Linked DNA regions of Mus musculus: region 1 is linked to region 2. A link is a contact called in public promoter capture Hi-C data. All regions are on one chromosome and are shown on one strand. The core of a region is the stretch at or near the end of the contact, and the rest is flanking DNA. Distances in the headings are between cores, read along the strand shown.

Region 1 (7,090 bases), core at 648-3,147, 180 kb after region 2:
CAAACAGCCTGGGATGACTACTGATGGATCAGAGTTCTTTCTAAAGGGATGCTTCACTGTCTCAAGTTTGGACACCCAACTAATTCGTTTTCAATTTTTTTAAATTATTATTTGAAAAGCATCATCTAATGACCCAGAGGAAATTTTACATTGATCAAATAAACCAGAGCATCTACACCAAAGCAGTATGCCTTTGGAGACTGGGTTAGCATATTTGCATTTTTGTACTGAGTTGATTATCACATGCAAGATTTATATGGGGAAACATCAAGTATTGAACCCAAAATAATCAAAATATCTATAAAAATGAATTTGATACATTGTGAGAACTAGAGCCAGCTCTGACACAAAGACCAGAGAGAATCAAGTCACTCTACTAAACCAAGACTTTGGTGCTAATAAGCCAAAGTTGTTCAATAAAAGTGAAGACAATATTTTGTTTTAGTTAATTTGAAAATTGTCTTGTAGTTGCATACATTTAAAAGTTTGTATTCATTTAGGGACATCTCTTGCTTTGGGTGGGGGAGATTGCTCAGTGGTTAAAGCCCCTACTATATAAGAAGGAGGACTGGGGTTTGAATCCAACATAAATGAAGATAAGATAGATGTCTTCTTTGGTCAGATTTTGTTTTTCCCTTCAGTTACTTTATAATAGTGGTGTGTGTGTGTGTGTGTGTGTGTGTGTGTGTGTGTGTGTGTGTAGTTGACCACTGGTAGGTAGCTTCAATGTATGTGCAATGTGAGAGAGTGTCAGCTAAATCAAAGGTTCCATATTTCTCACTAAAACACGTATAAGTATCTTGATACTCATGCTGTGCTGTGCTGTGCTGTGCTGTGCTGTGTTGTGCTGCACTGTGTGTGTGTGTGTACACTTGCATGTGTATGTGTGTTTGCATGTGAATGTGTGCACATGCCTATGGAGGCCCCGAGGCTGATGTTGGGAGTCTTCCTTGAAGGTTTTCCCCCTGATTCATTGAAGCAGGATCTCTTAGTTGAACATGAAATTCCCTTATATAGCCACCTAGCTATCTTGCTTCAGACTGGAATTACAAGTGGGCCACTATGCCCACCTACATTTATGTAAGATTCGAACCCCAGTCCTCCTCCTTATATGGTAAGGGCTTTAACCACTGAGCAATCTCCCCAACCCAAAGCAAGAGATGTGCCTACGTGGACACAAACTTTTAAAATGTATGCAACTACAAGACAATTTTCAAATTAAAGAAAACAAAATACCAGAACTGTAGGCATCCAGTTCATCACATGTGAGTAATGGTAGCTTGTTCTTGTTAGATTTACAAGCTAGGCTTACATAGGCTTAGATCCAGTGCCTTTATCTGTGTCAGCTTTTTCTTCAATAATACTATTGAATACTATTGAACTATTGTATTGAATTGTACTATCGAATATTATTGAGTTATTCAGTAATATTTTTCTAAAGGTTGGTTCATTTGCTTTTTGTTACTTCAGAAATTCTGACTTTATGCTTACTAAAATCTGCTAGTGTGTCAAATATCAATATAAATGAAGTGTCACTCTATGTGTGCATGTGTGTTCTATCTATATATTATTACACATTCTACTAAACTGAGTGGAAAGTTTCCATAAATATGACAGGAAGAGTAGCATGGTAGAATTAACGTATGCCTAGATTAATAGCTAGAAACCTTGGTTCTCAGAAGGACTATCTGGCCCTTTGATCATCCTGTCATAAGTTCCTTTGGCCCTAGGTTTGTGGCAATCACATAGAAATTCTGGCTGTGTTACACTCGAACACAGTAATGGGCACCATCATCTTGATCATTGTTAGACAAGTTCAGCTAAGGAGCAGCCTCGTAAGGAAAGATGAGTTCAATTCTAAACGTGTTGAGTGTGAGATGACAACATGACACTATACAAATGTTCCCTCCTAATTCAATTATGGTGTCATCAGCAGGAAAGAGCCCTTCCCAGTGGTTTGGCTTCAAATTTTGGATTCTTGGACTAATATTTCTTTGGCTTACTTCTCAGTAGACCGCTCTAACCACAGCAGAGAGAACAAGTCCTTAAAAACTGCTTCACAAGCTAATCAAACAGGAATTTCTTTATTTGGTCTCTCTGTCTCAAGATTGGCCATGAAAGCACGTCTGTTTTGCAGCCTTCTTCTTCTGAAACAAGCAAGAGACATGAAAGGTATGTGTGGGGTACCCTCATGCTAAAAGCAAAACTCTCCCTCTTGTAAAGCAGTCAGATTTTAGCCAGTGTTTCCCAGTATATTTGAGGTATATATCATCTTCCTTTTCCTCTGTGAGTCTCATGGGTTGCTGACTGCATTTAGCTGGGAGATAAACTAGCTTTGCTACTATGGCTGCGTCAGCCAGCCTTCCTTCCTCTTGGATTTCTCACTGGAACCTGAGCAACCTCTTCTCTAATGTCTCTTCTCATTCTTCTTGCTTCCTGTAACTTAAAATCTAAGGGCAACCCACTAGCTGCTCAGAACCCCTCTTCTAGGATAGAGTTGCTAGAGGTTGCTCGGGAATGGTCTTTTACTCTTACTAATAAAATAAGGAATTAAAGCTGTTGACTAAGTTAAAACAACAACAAAGGCACCATCCTAGTGTCATGCTATTTCCAATCCTAATGGCACAGACTCTGGATGAAGAGCATATCAGGTACGGTAAGACTGAGGTACATTTGGTAAATCATTTGCCACACAAGCGTAAACATTGGTGTTACAGTCCTCAGCACCATGGAAAGGCTGCATGGATGTGGTGGGCCTTTAATCCCACTGTGCAGGAGGCAGAGACATGGGAACACTCAGACCAAGCTTACTAGGCTAGCTGAATCAGTGAACTCCAAGTTCAACTGAGAGACCCTGCCTCAGTTTCCAAGGTGGAGAGTAATTGAGACTATGCTGACCATCAAAACCTTGGTCTCCTTGTACATGTGCACTTCCTGTATACACATGAACACATGCAGAACCACACACATACCATATACACACATACTCACATGAACACACCAGAACTGTACCACACACACAACACATAATACACACAAACACACACTCAGAACCACACTATATACACCTCACATACATACATACATACATACATACATACATACATACAAAAACACAAAAACACACACACACACACAAAACCAAAAGAGAACATATCAGTTGGCTTTATAAGTTAAACCATGTGAATGACAAAGTTTTCAACTTGGAGACTCCTGGCTTCTAAAAACAGCAGTGAACCCTTTGTACATCCACCATGGATTAATTTTTCTGTTCTTTCTTTTTTCTTTTTTCTTTGTTTGGGTTTGTTTTGTTTTGTTTTGTTTTTGTTTTTGTGTTGTTTTGTTTTTGAAACGGGGTTTTACTATGTAGCTCTGGCTATCCTGGAACTCACTCTGAAGACCAGGCTGGCCTCAAACTCTCTGCCTCCTAAGTGCTGGGATTAAAAGTATGAGCCACTATGCCCCGCTAGGAATTGTTTTTCATACTAAAAAGTCTTGGTGGTTTGCTGTCCTGATTCTGAAAGTAATGGGCTCTTGATATGTTTTAAAACTAGACAATTACCTAATGCATAAAGACAAAGGCAAATTAGCTGCTTAGAATTATTCCAACTAACTCTGACACGACGCAAGTTTGATGTATGTTCCTAAGTATGTTTTAATTTTTAATAAAATGGGGTAATGTTATACGTATTATTTCACAAACAGTTCCTTTAATTAAACTTCTTCATGGATATATTTTAACACATCAACAAACTGCGTCAATGGAAACAGTATTTCATATCTACATACACCAGATGGTAATTATGCAAATATATTACAATCTAGTATTTCTCATGCTGAAAATATTAAACATGTTTTCCCAACTTTATGTCCCTATAAGCAGTGGTGCAAGGACTTCAAAACTTCTCAGAATTTAGAAGTTCTGTTTACGAAGTTGAGGGCGCTCTCTTTGGAGGCCACTGATGCTCTGATAAACTGGCCTCAGAAAGGTAACACAACTCCAATGATACGTGGGCATACTCACTTCAACACCACACAGAATGTGTCCAATAAGACAGACATGGTTGTAGGATCCTTACTATATCTGCTATAGCAGTAGCTGTAGTCTACGTTAAAGACAATGCTAGCATCTCTGATTTCCCCACACCAGCTGGAACCTTGTTTGAAACGCTGACTAACAAAGTTCCTATCTAACCAGATGGTTAGAGATGGATAACAAACCATTTTAACTTTCATCAAATTTCAGCAGATTCCAGTATTAACCAAGCCACTTGCGCCCACAGCACACAAAAAACCCACCTTTCCCAGACCACTCAGGAGCCATATGGGATTCTGTGGTCCTCTGAGCCAACTGAGAAGGACCCAGCTATATTTCATAAAGTTTTAATCAAACGTATTTCATTGTGATTTTTTAAAAAAAAGGTAATCTCCAAGTCTACTAAGCAACTCTTTATTAAATAAAACAATTGTATGTCCCTGAGCTCCTGAGCTGGGTCAGCTCTGGGAGGGTTGATGATGGAGTATTAGGCTTTGTTTCTTAGCATCCTGCTTTTGCTCATCTCTTGTCACAAACATCTGGAGACGTGATCCACCTTTCCAGTGAAAGGCCAGGGTTGCTAAGAGCAAAATGACTCAGCAAATATTTCAGACAAAGAGGGAGAATCTACCATGCACTCACAAACAATACTTACAAAGGAGTGCAAACACCCCCCCCCCCCCATAGTCTGTAACAATGACATGCTAGTGTAAAGAGCTAGTGTCTCTTCCATTCTCAGAACCTTTGCTCAAAGGCCCTGGTGTGGCTTGATAAGAAAATTCAAATCTACCTATCAGACTCTTTCCTAATGTCCTGGCTGTTTCAAGAAAACTAACTTAAGTCTTGTAATACTAGACCTCTGCTGCCTCCATATAGGACCAAGTTAAATTCTGGTTCTTTGAGATGGAGAAGTTTATATACATATAAGCATTCAAACATAACAAACAAGAAAATCATGGAGGTTTCAGTTTCTGTCTGTCAGTCTGTCAAGAGCCAACTGTGCACCAGATGAAAGAAGGGAGCCACAGAGGTGCTTCAGAAATTGTTGTTGTCTTGCTTCTGTGTCTCCCTCCTTCCACTGACTACTGCTCACAACTTGTATACAACACTAGAGAAATTCTTAACTCACTGTCTACAGGATGTTCTGGGCATAGTGGTGCATGCTTGTACTCTCAGGCACTTGGGATGCTGAAGTAGGATTATACAGTCAAAGCTAGTCCAAGCAACTAATTCAGATGCTGTCACAAATTAGAGACTGAACATGGCTAAGCATGTAGCTCAGTGGTAAAATGCTTAACCTATCATATGCAAGGCTGTAGGTTTAACTCCCATTATCACCACCACCTCATCACCATCACCACCACCATCACCATTACCACCACCATTGCCACCACCACCAGCAGCAGCAGCATCACCACCATCACCATCATCACCACTATTGCCACCACCACCTCCATCACCGCCACCACCACGACCAAGGAAAGAAACAAAGAAAGAGAGGAAGGGAGGAAGTATGAAAAAGAAAGAAGGCAAAAATTATATCTGTAGTATATTTTATAAAACACTACACTCCAGAGCAGGCCCCACATTCAGGAGTAGTTGGCCAAACCAAAATGAACTCCATTTGTTATTTGTGTGTGTGCGTGTATGTGTGTGTGTATTTGGTCTTATTGATTTTTTAATTTTTTTTAGTCTGTTTTTGTTTTCAGTTTTTGTTTTCCTTTTCCTTTTTTTTTTTAAGAGAAAGAACGTGCTGTTGGGTGGATAGGGAGGTGAGGAAGATCTGGGAGTTGACAAGGAAAAATATAGTCTATGAACTTTTTTTTTAAAAAAAAGAAAAAGTAGAGACTACTCTTATTGAAGGCAGGGAGCGATTTCCTTCTCTGTTTAAGGGCATTAAAATCCACAGGTTAACAAGAAAAGCCTCAGAAAATGAGAGGCTCACGGTATTCTAATGAGGCCAGTTATGAACACCCCACTCAGACTGAAATATGTAGTCTGTTTTCCTTAATGGTCCCTGCCATGCTCCCATATCTTACAAAGAATGCACCCGGAATGCCAACAGACCAAGTAAGTTCCTCATCTGACACGATACACCGTTGTGAATTCACAGTGACTCTACAGGCCTGTGAAGAGTTGGTTGGACCTCAAGGTCAGCTCTGATAGTTCTGAACCTCACGGGGCCTCCACCTTCCTGTGAGTCACTTGAGAAAAGTGATTTCAGGTTTGTCAGTGAGATGCCGAGCCGGAGAGACGTTCCCAGCTTCCCACAGCTGCACACTTCCCATGCAGGCCCCACCTAGTAACAGGAGACCCGAGCCTCATGGCCTCCAGAAGGACAACTCTTAGGCAAGTATTATTATTATTAATTATTATTACTATTATTCATTATAGTTTCTGCAAATGTCATTATCTTAATGAGGTTCTTACAACAGGGTCTGACTTACAGAGTTAGAAGTTTCTGTGGGTTAAGAATATGCTCATCGATCGACTATTTGGAGGCAACATGACTCAGGCACACCCAGTGCCCAAGCTCCAGGGGTTTTCTTTCAGGACATGATCTGTGAGCAGCTTCTCAATGCACATCCCATGAGCACTGTGCGCTGCTCACTTGCCCTCAGTGAGTCTGAGGCCACGCTGTGATCAAGAGTAAAAGCCCTGAGCCCTGAAAAGAGTCCTCTGTGCTCAGTAGACTTAATGCTCCTTTGAAACTTACGAGTTTGCTGAAACATTCCAAGCTCTTAAATATAATTGTGTTTACATGTGGTGTTGGCAAAATATCTTGGTTTCATTGAATGCATATAAAGACAAATTCTGAAGTTTTTCCTTGGAATCCTTGAGAGGAAGGGAATTAAAAGCTACAATGTAGGAAAATAAAACCCAGGAAAATAAAAGTACTTGCAGTCAGAATATGGCAAGTCAGTGTGTGTGTGTGTGTGTGTGTGTGTGTGTGTGTGTGTGTGTGTGTGTGTGTATGTGTGTGTGTGATTAATAAAAGGAGATACTGAAAGAAAGACTCTGAAAAGAATTTTGGGGGGCTTGAAAAATAATGTG
Region 2 (6,623 bases), core at 910-3,409:
TCCAATATCACTATCAAACATGAAAGAGTTGTGGGTGATATAAATACACATGCTCTAGGAATCCCTGCTCTCTCTCTCTCTCTCTCTCTCCCTCTCTCTCTCTCTCTCTCTCACACACACACACCACACACACACACACACACACACACACACACACACACGGAGTCATGGGTGACCCACACACTCTCTAGAAGTCGTGAGTAAAACACATATCCTCTAGGAGTCGATGGTTGACCCTCTCCCCCACATTCTAGGAGTTGCAGGTGACCCACACAGGCTCTAGGAGTCGTGGGTGATCCACACACACATCCTCTAGGAGTAAGAGGTGACCCACACACATGCGCTCTAGGAGTCGCAGGTGACACACACATGCTCTATAAGTTCCGGGTGGCCCACACATCCTCTAGGAGTCACAAGTGACCCACGCATGTTCTAGGAGTCGTGGGTGACACACACATCCTCTAAGAGTTCCTGGTGGCCCAACACACACATCCTCTAGGGATTGCAGGTGACCCCCACACATTCTCTAGGAGTCCCAGGCACCCCACATATCCTCTAGGAGTCGCAGGTGACCAGCACACATCCTTTAGGAGTCACAAGTGATCCACACACATCCTCGAGGAGTCGGGGTGACCCCCCCCATACTCTAGGAGTCGCAGGTGACATACAGATCCTTTAGGAGCCGTAGGCAACTCCCACACATCATCTAGGAGTCGCTGGTGACCCCCACACGCATCCTCTAGGTGTCGCAAGTGACCCCCCCCCATTCTCTAGGAGTCTCAAGTGACCCGAAGGAGTCGCAAGTGACCCCCCCCCCACACACACACATCCTCTAGGAGTCGCGGGTGATGCACAGATCCTCTAGGAGTCGCTGGTGACCCCCGCCCCATCCTCTAGGAGCTGCAAGTGACCCACACATCCTCTAGGAGTCGCAAGTGAACCACACATCCTCTAGGAGTCGCAAGTGACCCACACATCCTCTAGGAGTCGCAAGTGACCCACACATGCATGCTCTAGGAGTCGAGGAGGACACACAGCACAGATCCTCTAGGAGTCGCAGGTGACTTCCCCCCTGACTCCGCTCTCCACTCCCTTCCCCCCCCCCCCGTTCTCTAGGAGTCTCAAGTGACCCACAAATGCTGTAGGGGTCGCAGCTGACCACCACACGTTTTCTAGGAGTCGCGGGTGATGCACGGATCCTCTAGGAGTCGCAGGTGACCCACACACATCCTCTAGGAGTAGCGGGTAACACCCCCTTCTCTAGGAGTCGTGGTTGATCCACAAGCACAATCTAGCAGTCACTGGTGACTTACACACTCTCTAGGAGTCCCGGGTAACCCCTACACACACGCTCTAGGAGTCCCGGGTGATCCCCACGCACGCTCTAGGAGTCCCGGGTGATCCCCACGCACGCTCTAGGAGTCCCGGGTGATCCCCACGCACGCTCTAGGAGTCCCGGGTGATCCCCACGCAAGCTCTAGGAGTCCCGGGTGATCCCCACGCACGCTCTAGGAGTCCCGGGTGATCCCCACGCACGCTCTAGGAGTCCCGGGTGATCCCCACGCAAGCTCTAGGAGTCCCGGGTGATCCCCACGCACGCTCTAGGAGTCCCGGGTGATCCCCACGCACGCTCTAGGAGTCCCGGGTGATCTCCACGCATGCTCTAGGAGTCCCGGGTGATCCCCACGCAAGCTCTAGGAGTCCCGGGTGATCCCCACGCACGCTCTAGGAGTCGCAGATGACCCTCACACAAGTTCAAGGAGTCACAGGTGATCCACACAGAAGCTCTAGGAGTCGCGGCTGACCCACACACTCTCTGGGAGTTACGGCGATACACATACACACTCTAGGAGTCGCGGCTGACCCTCCCCATACACTCTAGGAGTCACGGGTGACCCACACGCACTTAAGTCGCCGGTGACACACACACACACACACACACACACACATACACACAAACTTGTGCAAACAGATTAAATATCCACTGACAGGGCATGCATTCACAAGCACCCACTTTTACTCTCAGAACACAAACGGTAGGAGAGTACTTACCTTTAAGGCCACCACGGTGAACCATGCACCTTCGACACTTGTGGAACACGCAGGAAACTGCACGAAGCCCTGACGAGTCAGTCACTCACGACTGCCCGTCGCAGAATAAGAAGAGAGGCTCTTGCCTCAGGTAAAAAACTGACCTGGTACCCCAGGCTGCGAACCAATCACAGCCCTGTCACTGCCACCATGACCAATGGGGATGCATGGTGGGGCGCCAATGGGGAGCGTGGACATTGGTGAAAACATTGTAACAACTTGCCACAGGTTGCAAGAGGGTGTGGAAGGAGCAAGATGACCTTTTCACCCCATCCAGGCGGCTAGCGCCAGTTCTTACACCCCTCAACCAGGGCAATGCCACCTATAACTTTCTCTTGAGATATAGAGGAGCCATCTTCAAGGTCCCAGTAGCAGTCCCCTGTTTCAAGGAAAAGAAAGAGAAAAATGAAGATGTGAGAGGGAATAGGTACAAAATAGGAGAGGGGAATAGGGGATTCCCAACTAAAAAAGCAGAGAAGAGAACCTTAAAGGTGGACTTAAAATGCAGAGAAGAAAAGAGAGAGAGAGAGAGGATGTGTTGAGTTGTTTGTAGTAAGCAACAAGTTTTCTCCAGGTTGAGGGACTACAACTCATTTTCCGCCTCAAATCAGATGTGCTATTATCTTTAAACCACTTTTTTCCCTCGCATCTTGAGATATCTGCAATGGTCCTGACACCACCACATCAGTTTGGCACACTACGAGCGCCACCATATCAAACTGGCACACTAGGAGCGCACTCTTGTAGAGAAAGGAAAGCAAGCAAAAGCCCCTTGGAAGGGGAGAGGCTCAGCCTGTGAATAGGAGGGAGGGTGCCTCCTGCAGTCTGACCTGAGGTGAGCTGCTTCACCATCCTCGCCCCCGCCCCTCCACAGAGGTTAAACGGAGGTCACTTGAGGTAGCAGCTGCAGCCACGACTTTGGTAGCACCAGAAGTTGGATTCCAATCCGGGATCTACCTCACGGTGACTGTGACTGGCTAGAAAGGAGCCCCTTTCTAAAGTATGCAACAGGGTACCTTAAATTTGACTCTAGCGAGTCCTGGTGTCATCTTTCAAATGGTTTTGGTAGATTGTGGATTTTAAACAAAATGAAAACTGTTCAGTGGGAATGGTGGATCATAGCTGTAGTCGCAGCAATCAGGTAGCCCAGAAAGAAAAAAAAAATGAAGTTGGTGGCTAACCTGAGCTTAGAAATGAGGCTCTTGCTCCTGACAGAAAACAGATCTGATGCTTAAGGTACAGGAGTGGGGACCAGTGGGGACCCAGTTACCAGCTCCCCTCTAAACTATCAGGGATATGGCTGGCTAAAGGAGCTGGAGCTTTGTAAGACACTGTAGTGAATTGCCAGACCGATACAGAAAAGAGTGCTGAGGACAGGAATGGCAGCAGGGCCTCTCTCAAAGGCTTGTACCAGGTCCAAAGAGCAGCTACACCTTACCCCCTTGGAGGCAAGTTTTAAAAGTATCTTTTTACTTCCACGCTCTGCTTGGGTCATGACCTATCCCTTCTGACTCTCGGGCGGCCTTCGTTGTGGGTTTCCAGGTGGTCCCGGGCCTGCATCTATGGTCCTTCTCCTGGCTCTGCTTAAACCTCTGTACCTGCTGCTGGGGCTACTGGGTGCAGAACGGGTACTGAAACTGTGAACCTTTGTCTTGGAGAGCCTTGTCCTTGACCTGTGAGGAATGTGGAGGTTTGCAAACTTTGACCTCTGACAGGTCTCAGCCTTTAATTTAGTTGCCATTCCCCTGCCTACTTCACACACACACACACACACACACACACACACACACACACACACACACACACACACACATGCGTGCTTCCTTCCATACTTTGACTTCCACAGAAGAAATGTAACTCTTGCAGTAGCCTGGTTTCTTTATTGAAAAAGAGATCTTTAGGCAATTCCTCAGCATCAAGGCCAGTGGCTCTGCTCCTGAATGGTAGGGACTTCCAGGGGTCCTAACAATATCCATATGACCACTATCCTTTGAACTTCATCTCTGCTTCCATGTAACATAGCTCCTGCCCTACCCCCACCCTACAAGGGCTGGAGAGACAGCTCAGAGGCTAGGAGCTCAAATTGTTCTTCCAAAGGATAGGGAACCGAAGGTAGCTCACAACTGCCTGCAACTCCAACTCCAGGGGCGATCCAGTGCTCTGGCCTCTGCATGAAGCTTTAAAAGCCCACCCCCTCCCACGTATGCCCTGTGGCCTATGACCGCATCCCTGCATTGCTGAGCGCTGCCCTGAAATCCTGTGCTTCTTTCCTGGTTTCACCACCCTCCTACTTGATCCAGATACCACCTTCCTGTCAGGAAGGCTTTCAAGATCCCCGTTCTAGACTAACTCAGAGGGCTGCTTCGGTTCAATGTCCTTTGGTCCTGGTTTGTAAGAAAAATTAACATTTCTTCTCACAATTTCATGTGTATGGGTATTTTGCCTGAATTTATGTCTGGCAGATGCCAGAAGAGGGTATCAGATTCCCTGGACAATTGTGAGCCAACATGAAGGGGCCAGCAACTGAACCCAGGTCCTCTGCAAGAGCAGCAAGTGCTCTTAATAGCTGAGCCATCTTTCTCTGATTGGATTTTAGCCATTTCATCTGTTAAAGTGTGGAGGCCTAAAATTAGAGTTCTGGCTCGTGAGTGGATGGGTAAATAACCTTATAGATAGATAAATGGGCAAGTGAATGACTTACTAGGAGATGTGGCTCACATGATTATGAAGGCTGAGAAATCCCATGACAAGGGTGTTTCCCTGTTCAAGACCCTGGGGTGTCAATAGCATGGATTCAGTTCTGATCTAAAGACCTCTGAGCCAGAGGAGTCACTGAAGTAAATGTCAGTTCAAGGCGGGAGTGGTGGTGGTGGTGGTGTCTAAGAACTTGGGGAGACACTGGTGTAAGCTCTGGGGTCTAAAGGCTCGAGAGCCCAGGACTCTGAAGGCCAAATGCTGCAGGCAGGAGAGAGAGGGAGAAAAGGAGAGAAGGGGAGGGAGGGAGGGAGAGACAGAAGGATGGAGAAGGAGAGAGGGATGGCGGGGGAGTGAGAGTTTTCTCTTGTTTTATTTATTTGGGCCCTCAGTCAATTATGTAGTGTCCTACACTGAAGACAGTGCTATGTAAGGTTACTGTAAAAGTGCTCTGGGAGGCGTGTCCTCAGGCTGTGAAGTGACAGGAAGAGGATCCAGTGAACTTGACTTTGGGCTCTTTGCTCAAGAGGCCACTCTTAGGAAGGCTTGCAAGTGGGTTTCTCCCTTCCTCTCCCACCCAGTCCTCATTCCCCTCCTCTCCCCTTCTCTCCTCTTTTTCTTTCTTTGGCCTGGTGTGTGTGTGTGTATGTGTGTGTGTGTGTGTGTGTGTGTGTGTGTGTGTGTGTAGCTCAGGCTAGCCTCAAACTATAACATCATCTTCCTCAGCCTCCTGATGGCTGGGGATACAGTGTGCCAACATACCCGGCATTTCTATGTCTTCTCTCTCTCTCTCTCTCTCTCTCTCTCTCTCTCTCTCTTTCTCTCTCTCTCTCTCTAGGCTGGCAGCAAGATAGCTGCAGAGGGAGGTCCTGAAGGCACAGAGCAAGCTGGGGTGAGGTTGGGAACGTGGAGGCTGGATAACTCCTTTACATTCCCTCACATGAATTTGATAGATAGGGGCCACTGTCCCAGATCCTGATACAAGGGGACAGAAACTTTCTCGAGGATAAGCAGAGTGGCTCTTGACACAGTGGGCGGGGCGTGAAGAGCAGAACCTCAGGACTGGGACATTAAAGAGGGATTCCTGGAGAAGGAGTGAGAAGGGACATTGTGGGACACCCCTGCCCAGCTTCTTGCAGAGGCTGGGAGATAGGCTTGGTTCCCCGTGTGCTCCTACAGTTGGCTCTTGCAAAGGCCTCCCTAGTTATTAACTTAGGAGATGCGAGTTGTTTCTGTAGCGAAAGTGATGCATTTTATAGGCTCATAAACTCATAGCCTCCAAGGCTAGCCTATCACCTTTATTGGTGGCCTGCTGCCCTCTGCAAATGGTGATCCCTGCCTTAGGGGTGGAAGGCAGGGTAATTAAGAGGGTGGCAAATTCCTACTCTGACCTGACGCTTCTCAGGAAGTTTTAACAGTCTGTGATCTGAAAGAAAGAGCTTTGCTTTCTGCATTAGTAGTAGCCAGACAAAGGTTCCTACCAGGTTCCAGCATGAGGCTTGGGGGCTGTAGGTTGGCAGTAGGGCACTTGCCTGTCGTGAATGAAGTTTCCTGTTCAGTTTCCCATGCCGTTATAAATACATATAGAGACATACACAGAAAAAGGGAAAGTTTTAGTTCATCAGCTGTTTATGTGTAAAAATTTTGGGGGTGGGGGTTAGTTAAGAGCTTTGAATGTGTTAGCACTAAGAGATGGCTGGTCCAGTCAGGCATGATGGTGTACATCCGTAATCCGAGTACTCAGGAGGCAGAGGCAGGAGGATCGTTGCCAGTTCAAGAACTGACTGTTTTATATATGGAGTTCTGGGCCAGCCTGAACCACATACTGAGACCCTGTC

The links. Promoter capture Hi-C pulls out the DNA fragments that hold promoters and counts their contacts.
Region 1: a contact with region 2 is called in a promoter capture Hi-C map of liver. The contact joins the enhancer-like site here to the promoter of Stra8 in region 2. A contact is called at or near these places in 2 of 39 promoter capture datasets (embryonic stem cells and liver), 1 of 15 datasets of contacts at CTCF or cohesin (pro-B cells), 6 of 115 datasets of contacts at active chromatin or transcription factors (embryonic stem cells, large pre-B cells, pancreatic cancer cells and 1 more) and 2 of 9 other capture datasets (liver and pancreatic islet).

What each region holds. Positions count from the first base shown.
Region 1 is chr6:34,734,633-34,741,722 of GRCm38.p6, reverse strand. The region is part of intron 3 of Cald1 (caldesmon 1); the gene reads right to left. Among named protein-coding and RNA genes, the nearest start is that of Gm38787, 5.4 kb to the right of the region's middle. Within about 2 kb of position 1,897, at least 6 of the 459 cell types and tissues checked have an H3K27ac peak or open chromatin away from gene starts, as enhancers often do. A contact at or near this core is called in liver, where this site is marked.
Region 2 is chr6:34,916,484-34,923,106 of GRCm38.p6, reverse strand. Stra8 (stimulated by retinoic acid gene 8) reads right to left here and starts at 2,159. Exons shown (of 9, transcript NM_009292.2): 1 at 2,053-2,159.